Linked DNA regions of Mus musculus: region 2 is linked to region 1. Evidence: chromatin contacts called from public HiChIP or PLAC-seq data. All regions are on one chromosome and are shown on one strand. The core of a region is the stretch at or near the end of the contact, and the rest is flanking DNA. Distances in the headings are between cores, read along the strand shown.

Region 1 (5,093 bases), core at 659-3,158:
TTTGTAAATGTATTATCTGTGTGCTTACTATTAGATGTAAACATGCAGACTGTGTCTCCTTTTTTGAAGATTTATGTATGAGTGGTGTATGTGTGTGTGTGTGTGTGCACGCGTGTGTGTGCTCATGAGTGAGCATACACACCTACAGAGGACAGAAAAATGAATCAGATCCCCCTGGAGGTGGAGTTAAAGACACTTGCAAGCCACCTGACATGGTACTGGGAACTGAATGAGTCTTCTGTAAGATAAGTGCACATTCTAACCATTGAGCCATCTTTTCGGCCCTGTTTCCTCCTCCTCCCCTCACCCCCCAACTTCTCATCCTCCTCCATGTGTATAGGAATTTGCCTGCATGGATGTCTACGCACCATATGTATGCAGTGCCCAGATAGGCCAGTAAAGGGCAAAAGATTCCCCTGGAACTGGAATTATAAATTGTAGCTGTCACATAGGGGCTGGAAATCAAACCTTGGTATTCTGGAAGAACAATCAGTGTTCTTAACCATTGAGCCATCTCTCCAGCCCCAGGTTTCTTTTGATCAGGAGAAAGAGAGAGGTAAGAGAGAGAGAGAGAGAGACACATACAGAGAGAGAGAGAGAGAGAGAGAGTGCGTGTACGTGTGTGTGTGTACGTGTGCACGTGTGTGTGCATATGTGTGTGTGCATGTGTGTGTGTGTGTGCGTGTGTATGTGTGTATTAGTGTATTCTGTGATTCTTTCCATGTGGTTTAGATGCTCTGCCGTTTCCCTATGTCACTAGCATTCTGGCTACACCTCTCTCTTTTTAATTTCATTTTTAATAGTTTGCCTTATTGTGTTTGTGCCCACTGATTTCTTCTGCATGGCTGGGTGCTGTCCATCTCATCCAGTGGTCTACATTTTTTATCTTCATCTCTGGGTGTCCTACTTGGACCAGTGCCATTGCTACACTTCCCACTTTATTGTGATCATGGTTCCTGTAAGGACTTGAATGTGTGGTGACCGTTTATGATAATCACCCTTTCCTGCTAGTTCAGTCCTCTCTATCATGTGAGCAGTTTGTCTACCACCCCTTTGGGTGGGGAGTCTTATTGGACATGGGATACTGTAGCCATGAGTCTCAAGAATGTTATACTTTTTGGGATTCTTTGAATTTTGTTTTCTCACTGAAGTCACATGGATTCTAGTCAATAGTTTTGAGGCTCGTGTTCAAGGTTTTCTAGGGCTGGCCCAGGATTCTTTTGAATCTAGGAAAATGCCTAGACAACCACTCCCCTGATTCCATCAAACCAATTATTTTCTGAGGATGTAATCTATTGTTTCATTATCAAAAGCCCTTTCTGTGATGGAGAGAAGAGCCCTACGTGAGTTTAGAGAGTTGTTCTAGATTCCACCTTCTGGAGAGTCTTTTCTGGACTCAGTTACCTCTCACACACTCAGATCAACACAAATCAAAACATTTGGAGGTTTCTCTCTGGCTTTCACTAGAACCATTCCTCTTTGTAGCTCTCCCCTTTCTGTATTTTGCCATGCTGGCCTTTCTGAATGCTGGGCTCTTTAACCTTACAGTATAGCATGGAAACCACTTCCAGACTTTAAACCGGGGTGATGCTGAGAGTCCTTCTGTCTGTCCATCTGTCCGTCTCTAGGTGATTCTCTTCTTGGGCTGGCCTCTTTCTAGGAAGCACTGTCTCTTACTCTCAACATCTACTTATTGAAAGCATGCACAGTGCTGAGACTCCACTGTGGCCAGCCCCAGAGATGCACATCTATTTGACTTGGAAAGAATAGAAACTTGTCACAAAGTCATCATTTACAATTGAGAATTCAATGGTACGGGAAGAAGCAACTGAAACAGAAACAACCTTAGGGCTTCCGGTTCTAACTTTAACCCACTGCAGAGGATGTGTAAAGTTCTCCTGCGGTAATTACATTAACAAACCTTTAGTCTTTCACAGTTTTGGCCGCCACATTTTATGCACAGCAGTGAGTTGTCAGGCTCTGTGAACTTGGTTACAATTTCTGCTTCAGAAGGAATGGCTGTCAGGCCTAGATCCCTTTTCTCCTTGGGCTGTGTGAGAATATTTTTAGGCAAATTGGAAGAGAAAATAAGCCCCCTGCCCACACTGTAGTGAGTGGCCAGGTCAACCAAAGATGGAAACGTGCTGACCAGCCAGCAATTTTCCTTCGGAGACTGTATAATGAACAGTTAGAATTACTCAGTTACACAGTGACAGAAAAATAATTGCGAGCTTGAAGTACCCTGAATACCTGGAATTGAATTTTGCAATAAATCTTTAAAATAGTCACTCATGTTTGATTTCTTTATATGGTGTATAATGGCTTCTCCACTGAAATACAGGCGCCTTTGATTTTCCATCTTTCTATGATGCCTCTTTTAAAAATGACAATCTTGTCTTGTGGTACCCACAGGTTGGCACCGTGGGCTGACTTTGCACCCAGCAGCATCACAGCTTGGGACAGCCCTCCATGCTGCCAGCTGTTCTCTGCGGTCCTTGCTGCACACCACCATGCTCCTGGGAAGCCTGGCCAGCTCTTCTGGTGGCCCTTCTGACCTCTTTCACCCTTTTATTTTGGTTGTACGATGTAAGAACCATTGAGCGCTACACATTCATGTCATCTGTTTATACTTAAAAGAATAGTAGTGTACACTCAACTACTTTATGACAGATTTTATTTATGTAAAACCAGGCATCATAACATCTTAGGGCTTTAGGGGGCTATAGGCATTGTGTGTGTGTGTGTGTGTGTGTGTGTGTGTGTGTGTGTGTGTGGTGTTTGTGTGGGTGTGTGCATACATAGTATGTTCATGTAGATATCAATATAGGATGTCTTCCTGAGTTGCTTCTCCACCAATATTTTTTGAGATGGGGCCTCACACTGAACCTGGAGCTCAGGGATTTGGCAAGGCCAGCGGACTTGTAAGCTCCGACAGATGCTGCCGTCTCTGTCTCTACAGAGGGGGTGGTAGGCATGTGTCTACTGCACAGCAGGCTCTTTATTTACTTTTTAACTTTTTTATTGATTCTTTGTGACTTTCACATCGTGAACCCCGAGTCCCATTCATCTATCTCCCTGTCTCTGTATCTGCCTGCCCTTGGCCCTTGAAACCTCCTTCTCCCCAGCCCTCAAGAAAACAAAAAAGTAAAAACAGAAACAGAGAAAGAAAGAAAGAAAGAAAGAAAGAAAGAAAGAAAGAAAGAAAGAAAGAAAGAAAGAAAGGAAGGAAGGAAGGAAGGAAGGAAGGAAGGAAGGAAGGAAGGAAGGAAGGAAGGAAAGAAGGAAGATCTCGCCCTGCAAGCTGCAGTGTGTCATGGTGTATCACACTGTTGTGCCCTTTTGACTAAGCATCTTTACTTGCCAGTGTTTATGGAATGAGTCATTGGTCTGGTTCGAGGCACTATTGGTACTGGAGCCTCTCTGGGGTTCCTCTCAGTTATCAGCTTTGGATCTGTAGGACCGGCCTCTTTATGAGCTCCAGCAGTTCATACATGGGGTAGGCGTTGTGGTGTCAACTCCAAGCCCTGGACCTGGGCCTGGACGCTAGCTGAGTTGGTCAGCCCACCCGCTAACCTGAATTCACACCACAGGGACAAGCTCTCCAGCTCTGCTCCAGTAGCCCATCCAAAGTGCCACAACCAGAAAGAGGCAGGGTCAGCTCTGCACAGCCCTTGGGTCCCAGGCAGCAGCCCATACAGGGGACGTCTGCATGGCCTTTGGTGATAACATGGACATTGACACAGACCCCTGCTGCTACAGGACTCAGGCTACTCACATTGGGCTCCCCACCCTCAAGTCTCCAGTTCGGCTTCTCTTTCTCTCTAATCACACCATATACTTACACATCACCGTAGCTGCTGAGGTGAGTAGGCCATGAGGCTGACAGGCCTCTGAATGTCTTCCACCCACCCATGCTGTGTGGCATCAGACGGACCTTGCAGCAGGCTTTTTAATATGGTCAGGGGTGGGGGAGGGGCGGTGGTCTGAGCTCAGGTTCCCACAGTTCTGCATCGGACACTGACAGACAGAGCCCTCTGCCTAGCATTTAACACAGCAGTTGAGACAGAGAGTAGACAAACGCGTTTATAGATAAAGCCATGAGTTTAGGGAAGATGTAGCTTGTACCAAATAACTGGATTGACTTCGCAGTCAAGTTTCTATTGTGTTTGCAGTACTGTGGTTTCCCCACATTGGGCCTGTCCTGTGTGGTGACCCTGACCTAGGATCTTGGGCTTTTAGTCAGAGGGAAGGAAGCAGGCTGTGAACTGAGGTTGGAGTGTTTGGAATAATATAGGCCAGCTGACTGGATTCCTTGGCAGTGAATGGACAAGCGTAAAAGCAGGCTCTGTGCAGGATACTAGGGATACCTGGACAGACAGGACTAGACCCTGCAGGAAAGACGGTGCTGTGTGCTCACACACAGAAGAGAAATCTGCAAATCAACAAGGTAGGCAGAACAGCAGCTCTTGGTGAAAGGAGACACTGAAGGGGGTGATATTTATGCTAATGGGAGCATAAGGAGGGGCAAGGAAAAGCTTTGTCTTCATCAAAGAAAGTCGTTGCCAGGTAAGCAATCAGGGGACAGCAGGATATGGCGTGTGGCATAAATAAATAAATAAATAAATAAATAAATGGGTCAGAAATGAAATGCTGATAGAATAGGTGGGAAGTAATTTGTGAACGAATTTTTCTGCTCCTCAGAATGTAAGTGGTATTTCTGGGAGAGGTTTTGGGTGTCTTCCCTCACGTTTCCAATTACTAAAGCTAATTATTCACCTCATTTGCATCCTATCTCTAGGCAGGAGCTGGTGAGGGAGGGCCCAGGCCGGTGGATGTCTGTGGTTTGGGGAGGTGGGGGCTCTTGCTCGCTTAAAAAAAAATGAAGACAGTGCCGCTCTTGGAGGTTAAGCATTTTCAGACATATTGGGACAGAGTTTGCCCTCTCTGTTTCCCTTGGGGCTGGTAGATTCCAGATATTTGTTGTAAACAAGTAGTATAAAAAATGACAGGCTGGTAGATAGATGGATTTCATAGACATATAGGTGGATGTAAATAGTAGATGGGTGAAGAATAGGTAGGTGAGAGACCGTAGG
Region 2 (5,093 bases), core at 794-3,293, 59 kb after region 1:
AGTTGTCGGTGACTAATTGCAGGTTTGTATTTGTGCAGGAATTACTCAAAGCTACTCTTAAAACCTCTCTGCACTCTCAAGGTGACTCACCTCTTCCAGCCCCACCGCTAACAGCGGAATTATCCTGAAGGTGCTTCACGAAATGCATGAGAGTGGATTAAGGTGACAGACCGCTCCTGCGTGCAGACTTTTTCTTTATTATTTACCTATTACATTTATTTAGTGTATGTGTATGGCCACAAGCTCAGGTCCTACAGTGTGTCCCACAGCACAGGTATGGAGGCCAGAGGATAGCTGGTTGGAATCAGTTCTCTTCTCCCACCATGGGAGTTCCGGGATGGGATTCAGGTCTCCAGGTTTGTTATCAACAGACCTTTGTCTACTGAGTCATCTTGCTGGCCTCACCCTGTTTCTCTTCTCTTGTTTTTAGTGTATGTATGTTTGTGTATGTGTATATACATGCATATGTGTGCATGTGCATGCATGTTTATGTGTATGCGTCTGTGAGTGTGTACACACATGCAGCTAGAGGTCAACCCTAGGTGTTATTCCCCATGATCTGTGCATCTCGGTTTTTGAGACAAGGTCTCTGTCCTTTTGGCTAGTGATTGCTAGGAACGCACTCATGGCCACCTCTCCAGTGCCAGGATTAACAAGCACTCTGAACTGAACAGCAAGCACTTTACTGACTAAGCCATCTTCCCAGCTTCCTAGTCATGTCTACTTATTATTTTTACTGAAGTGCAACATGTAAACACAAATATCAATAATAAGGATCTATAATGAAGGGAATTCCCAGTGTGGGCAGACTCAGGACAAGAGCAAGATTGTCAGTGCATTGAAGCCCGGTCTCTGGCCCTGGCTTCTGCCCGGAAGCCCATCTGAGGCCTTGGCTTCTGCTGAGTTCAGGCCCCTCTGTGGCCTTGGGTAAGTGGAGTCAGAGTTTACACTCTTTTGTCTGACATATTCTTCTTCTCACTCACTGTATCCACTGGGCTTTTGATTTTGTTTCTTTAGTTTTTAAGCTGAGGTCTCACTAAGCTGCTTCTGTAAGCTTGATTCTGGATCCTTTGACCTCACCCTTCTGAAGAGCTGGAACTTCAGGCACACATGACCACACTCAGCTTTCGCTGTTGCTCATTTTTCTTGCCGTGTAGCCCTTTATAATGAGCCACTATTTGTTTTTATATTCTTAGTCCTGACCCTAGTAACTAAAAGCTGGGATTCTCATTTTTAAATGTTTATCAGTCATTTATTTAACAATGTTGATCCATTTATCTGTCTTTCTTTGGACTTCTATTTATTTTAAAATAATAATTTTCAATTTTAAAAATACTTTAATCTATAGAAAAGTTGCAAGAATTACCATCTGAGGAACACACATTTCTTTCTCCACCTAAGATTCATCCATTGTTAACCGTCTGTGATGTCAGCTGAGTACTGGCCTACTCTCTCCTTCCCGATCCTCCCCTCCCTCCTCTTTTTCCCCTTTTCACTGGCCAATCATTTTTGAGCTTAAATTGTAACTGCCAAAATATTTAGTCTCAAAATATTTAAGTAGGACACCTAAAATACAACTTTGGTTTTTGGGTTTTTTTTTTTTTTTTTTTAAATCCCAAAATTGCGACAAAACTCAAGCAATTAAACGTCTTCAGGCTAATACTGCATACCGTGCAAGCACATGAAATCCATTGATCGTCCACATACCAGTTGTAGTGGTGTTCAGCCCTGACCTGATCTAGGAGCAGTACATACTTAATTGTCATACCTCCTTGGCCCCGTCCAGCCTAGAGTAGGCCCTTCTCTTTCTCCTTTTTCCACTTTTGATGATAGCAACATCTCTGAAGAGGCATATGCTGCTCATGTGTCCAGTTTGAAGACGGGGTCGTTTGGTGAAACTTTCAGTTTCAGTTAGTCTCTGTTGCTGTAACAGAAGAGGACAGACGAGGGTAGTTTACTAAAAATAGAAACCCATTTCCCACAGTTCTCCAGACCAGGAAGTCCATGGCCACTGTGCCGGGGGTCTGATGACATCCTTCTTAGAAGTTACAAACTGTGGCGCATGGGATGATGAGGGCTGTTTGAATAGCAAAGGTGAGTCAGCAGGGTTAAACGCTGCTGTGTGGTTCCTCTTCTACAAGAATCTCAATCCCATTCCGGAGACAGGAGTCAGCCCACCTCATCCCCACTCGCAGGCCCTCCCTCACTCCAGAGACATTTGTGTCAGCAACATTGGAGTTTGGGGAAGGACACAGTCTATTATTGTGTGTAGACTGAAGCAACAAGGTGTTGCCCTCACCATGAAAGCTGCAGAACAGATTCACCCAGCTCTTAGTGGGGCGACAACTCTCACTGCAGAGCCTCAGTGACCTCCTTTTCACATTCACTTAATTATCTGCACGCAGTCACGTGCTCATGGACCTGCACACTTACACATTCAGCTTCATGTCTACTTGTTTTTATTAAATGGCTTCTTTATTTTTTTGCTTATAATAGTTTCCTCTTTTTTGTTGTTGTTGTGGGATGACAGGTTTGTTTATTATTTATTTTTGTTGTGCTGTTACTGTATATTTTGAGGTAGGATCTCTTGTCTCCCTAGACAGCCTTGAACTCCCTCTGTAGCCATGGTAACCTTGAACTTCTAATCCTCCTTCCTCTGTCTGGTGTGGGCAGGTCTGGTCTACATGGCGCTGGGGATTGAACTCTATGCACGGAACTCTATTCCCAGCCCTTTTTATTGGTTTTAAAACAGCTCCCTATATTGATGGCAAAGCTGACATAAGCTGACAGTATTTCTCAAGACTGCCACTTGTTCCTGGTGATGGTTTCTGTTTTTCATTAACACTGTCTCTTATCTGCTCTAACATGAGCTTTCTTTCTGCCTTTGATGTTTCACCATCCATTTTCCTTGAATAGTAAACGTAGATTGCCTAAACTCCTTATGTTTTATTATTCTTATATACCTTTTATTTTTATTTCTTCTAAGGATTTATTTATTTTGTATGTGTGAGTGGTTTTGCTTGTGTGTGTCTATGTGCCCTATGCATGGCCGGGGCCCTCGGAAGAGGTCAGAAGAGGGCGCTGGACTTCCTGCAACTGGAGTTATATGGATGGATGTGGCTGCCAACAGAGCCTGACGATGCTAATGCTCTGACTGTGGACGTCCAAGCTTTTGAATGACCAGAAACACAGCCACCATGTAGGTGCCAGGAGCCAAACCCACGTCATCTGCAAGAACAAGAAGTGCTCCAAGCCATCTCTCCAGCCCCCTCCCCTTTCACATGGAAACATATTATTTCTTGCTTTTTTAGAGTAAGGAGGAGTAGATATAGCTTTTGTCCATGCTTATCGACTCGGTAGAGTTTCTGTGTAGGCAAGAACATATCAATCAATAGGAAGGAAGCCCCTGCCCTGGTGGGGAAATAGAACAGGACTTTCATTCTTATTAAAGAACAATTCTCAAGGTTTGTCAAGTCTAAGAAGGTCCATGCTGCTATTAATTATGGATTGAATCTTGAGGATAGGGTGGCCTTCTGCTAACTGAAAGTTTGCACGACAGTAATGGATGATTCGATCCTTTGACCCCATTGCTGGCTGAGGGGAGGAACAACACCTCTGTTGGCACTGAAGCTTGCAGAAGCTTCCATCAAAGGCAGCAGAGAGGGAGCATTGATGAGCACCTAGCAGGAAAGGAGGAAAAACTACCTGGGGAACAAGATGAGGAACCTCAAGGCTCCCCCAAACCCTGGAGCTGAGAGTACACTGGATCTGGGAGGTGAGGTTTGAGGAAACCTGACCTCACTAGCAATGTGGAGAACCAAATAACAAGGCTTTGGGAGACAGAGTGGGGTATGCCAGGGAGGGTGGTGCTGAGTGTCCCAGCCCAGCAGGAGATGGCCACTAGAGTGAAGAGACTATAAAAGTGCAACAGGCCTGCTGGATCCTAAGTGACAAAGATGTGTTTCTGGTTATTCCAAAGCCTACAGTCCACAGTCAGCCTGTCAGCATGGTCAGGCTCTGGTGCGGGCCTCCTCTGTGCTGCTGCAGAACACGGATGGCTGCTGATGCTGTGGAAACGGGTTTAGCTCCCTCAGACATCTTAGATAGGACAGTGCTCCTCCGTAAGAGCTCCAGGGTCAGACCCAACCTTTCCCACTTGGGGGGGTCAACGTTTTAGGCTCCCTTTTTGGCAAGGGACACAAATCTCCAGCTCATTGCCCACCACGCTACTGTAGCATTTACCTTGTGCCATGAATAGCCACGTGTACTGTGAATTTGGTTTTATCAACCATCTCCCATCAATGAACAAAAGTGTGATGGCAGCTTGGACATGCTTATGTCCCTTGATTTATCTGAGCCCCTAGACAATTGTCTGACAGAGAGCAATTGGCCAGGTGTGTCCTGGGTGACACCCAGGGCTTTCTTCCCTTGGTCTTCAGTTTCATTTCACTCTACAGTGGTGTAGCCATCCTCTTTGGCATCTGAACTGCTGTGATCCTGCTCGTCAGCTGAAATCCATCCTTTCTGGCTTAAAGAGGTATAAAGAGAATGGCAAGTGCCCTGGCGAAGGAAGAACAAGCTTAGCTTTTCAAAGGACAGCTCTCTCTCTCTCTCTCTCTCTCTCTCTCTCTCTCTCTCTCTCTCTGTGTGTGTGTGTGTGTGTGTATCTCCTTGTCTCTGTGTCTCTCTTCTGTGTGTGTGTTTGTGTGTCTGTATCTTTCTGTGCCTCTCTTCTCTGTGTCTCTTTTCTCTCTCTCTCTCTCTCTCTCTCTCTCTCTCTCTCTCTCTCTCTCTCTGTGTGTGTGTGTGTGTGTGTATCTCTTTGTCTCTGTGTCTCTCTTTGTGTGTGTGTGTGTATCTTTCTGTGCCTCTCTTCTCTGTGTCTCTTCTCTCTCTCTCTCTCTCTCTCTCTCTCTCTCTCTCTCTGTGTGTGTGTGTGTGTGTGTGTGTGTGTGTGTGTGTGTGTGTGTGTGTCTTTCCTCTTCCTTCCTTTCCCACTTCTTCCTTCCCTCTCTCTAGAGTTCTCTGGCTCTTTTACAGCCAGAATTCAAGGTATAAGTAATTTACCAAGTGTCTCAAATATATAATTGTCA

The links. HiChIP or PLAC-seq counts read pairs in DNA pulled down with a chosen protein or histone mark.
Region 2: a BATF HiChIP or PLAC-seq map of CD8 T cells shows a contact between it and region 1, with 8 read pairs. The contact joins the promoter of Glrp1 here to the enhancer-like site in region 1. A contact is called at or near these places in 3 of 39 promoter capture datasets (hippocampal neurons, liver and macrophages), 2 of 15 datasets of contacts at CTCF or cohesin (the NIH/3T3 cell line and embryonic stem cells), 4 of 484 Hi-C or Micro-C datasets (CD4 T cells, double positive thymocytes and uterus), 6 of 115 datasets of contacts at active chromatin or transcription factors (CD8 T cells, embryonic stem cells, extraembryonic endoderm stem cells and 1 more) and 1 of 9 other capture datasets (macrophages).

Annotation. Positions count from the first base shown.
Region 1 is chr1:88,449,018-88,454,110 of GRCm38.p6, forward strand. The region is part of intron 1 of Gm29538 (predicted gene 29538); the gene reads right to left. Among named protein-coding and RNA genes, the nearest start is that of Gm28888, 8.6 kb to the right of the region's middle. Within about 2 kb of position 1,909, at least 17 of the 459 cell types and tissues checked have an H3K27ac peak or open chromatin away from gene starts, as enhancers often do. A contact at or near this core is called in CD8 T cells, where this site is marked.
Region 2 is chr1:88,508,023-88,513,115 of GRCm38.p6, forward strand. Glrp1 (glutamine repeat protein 1) reads right to left here and starts at 2,044. Exons shown (of 3, transcript NM_008132.2): 1 at 1,769-2,044. The coding sequence starts at 1,864.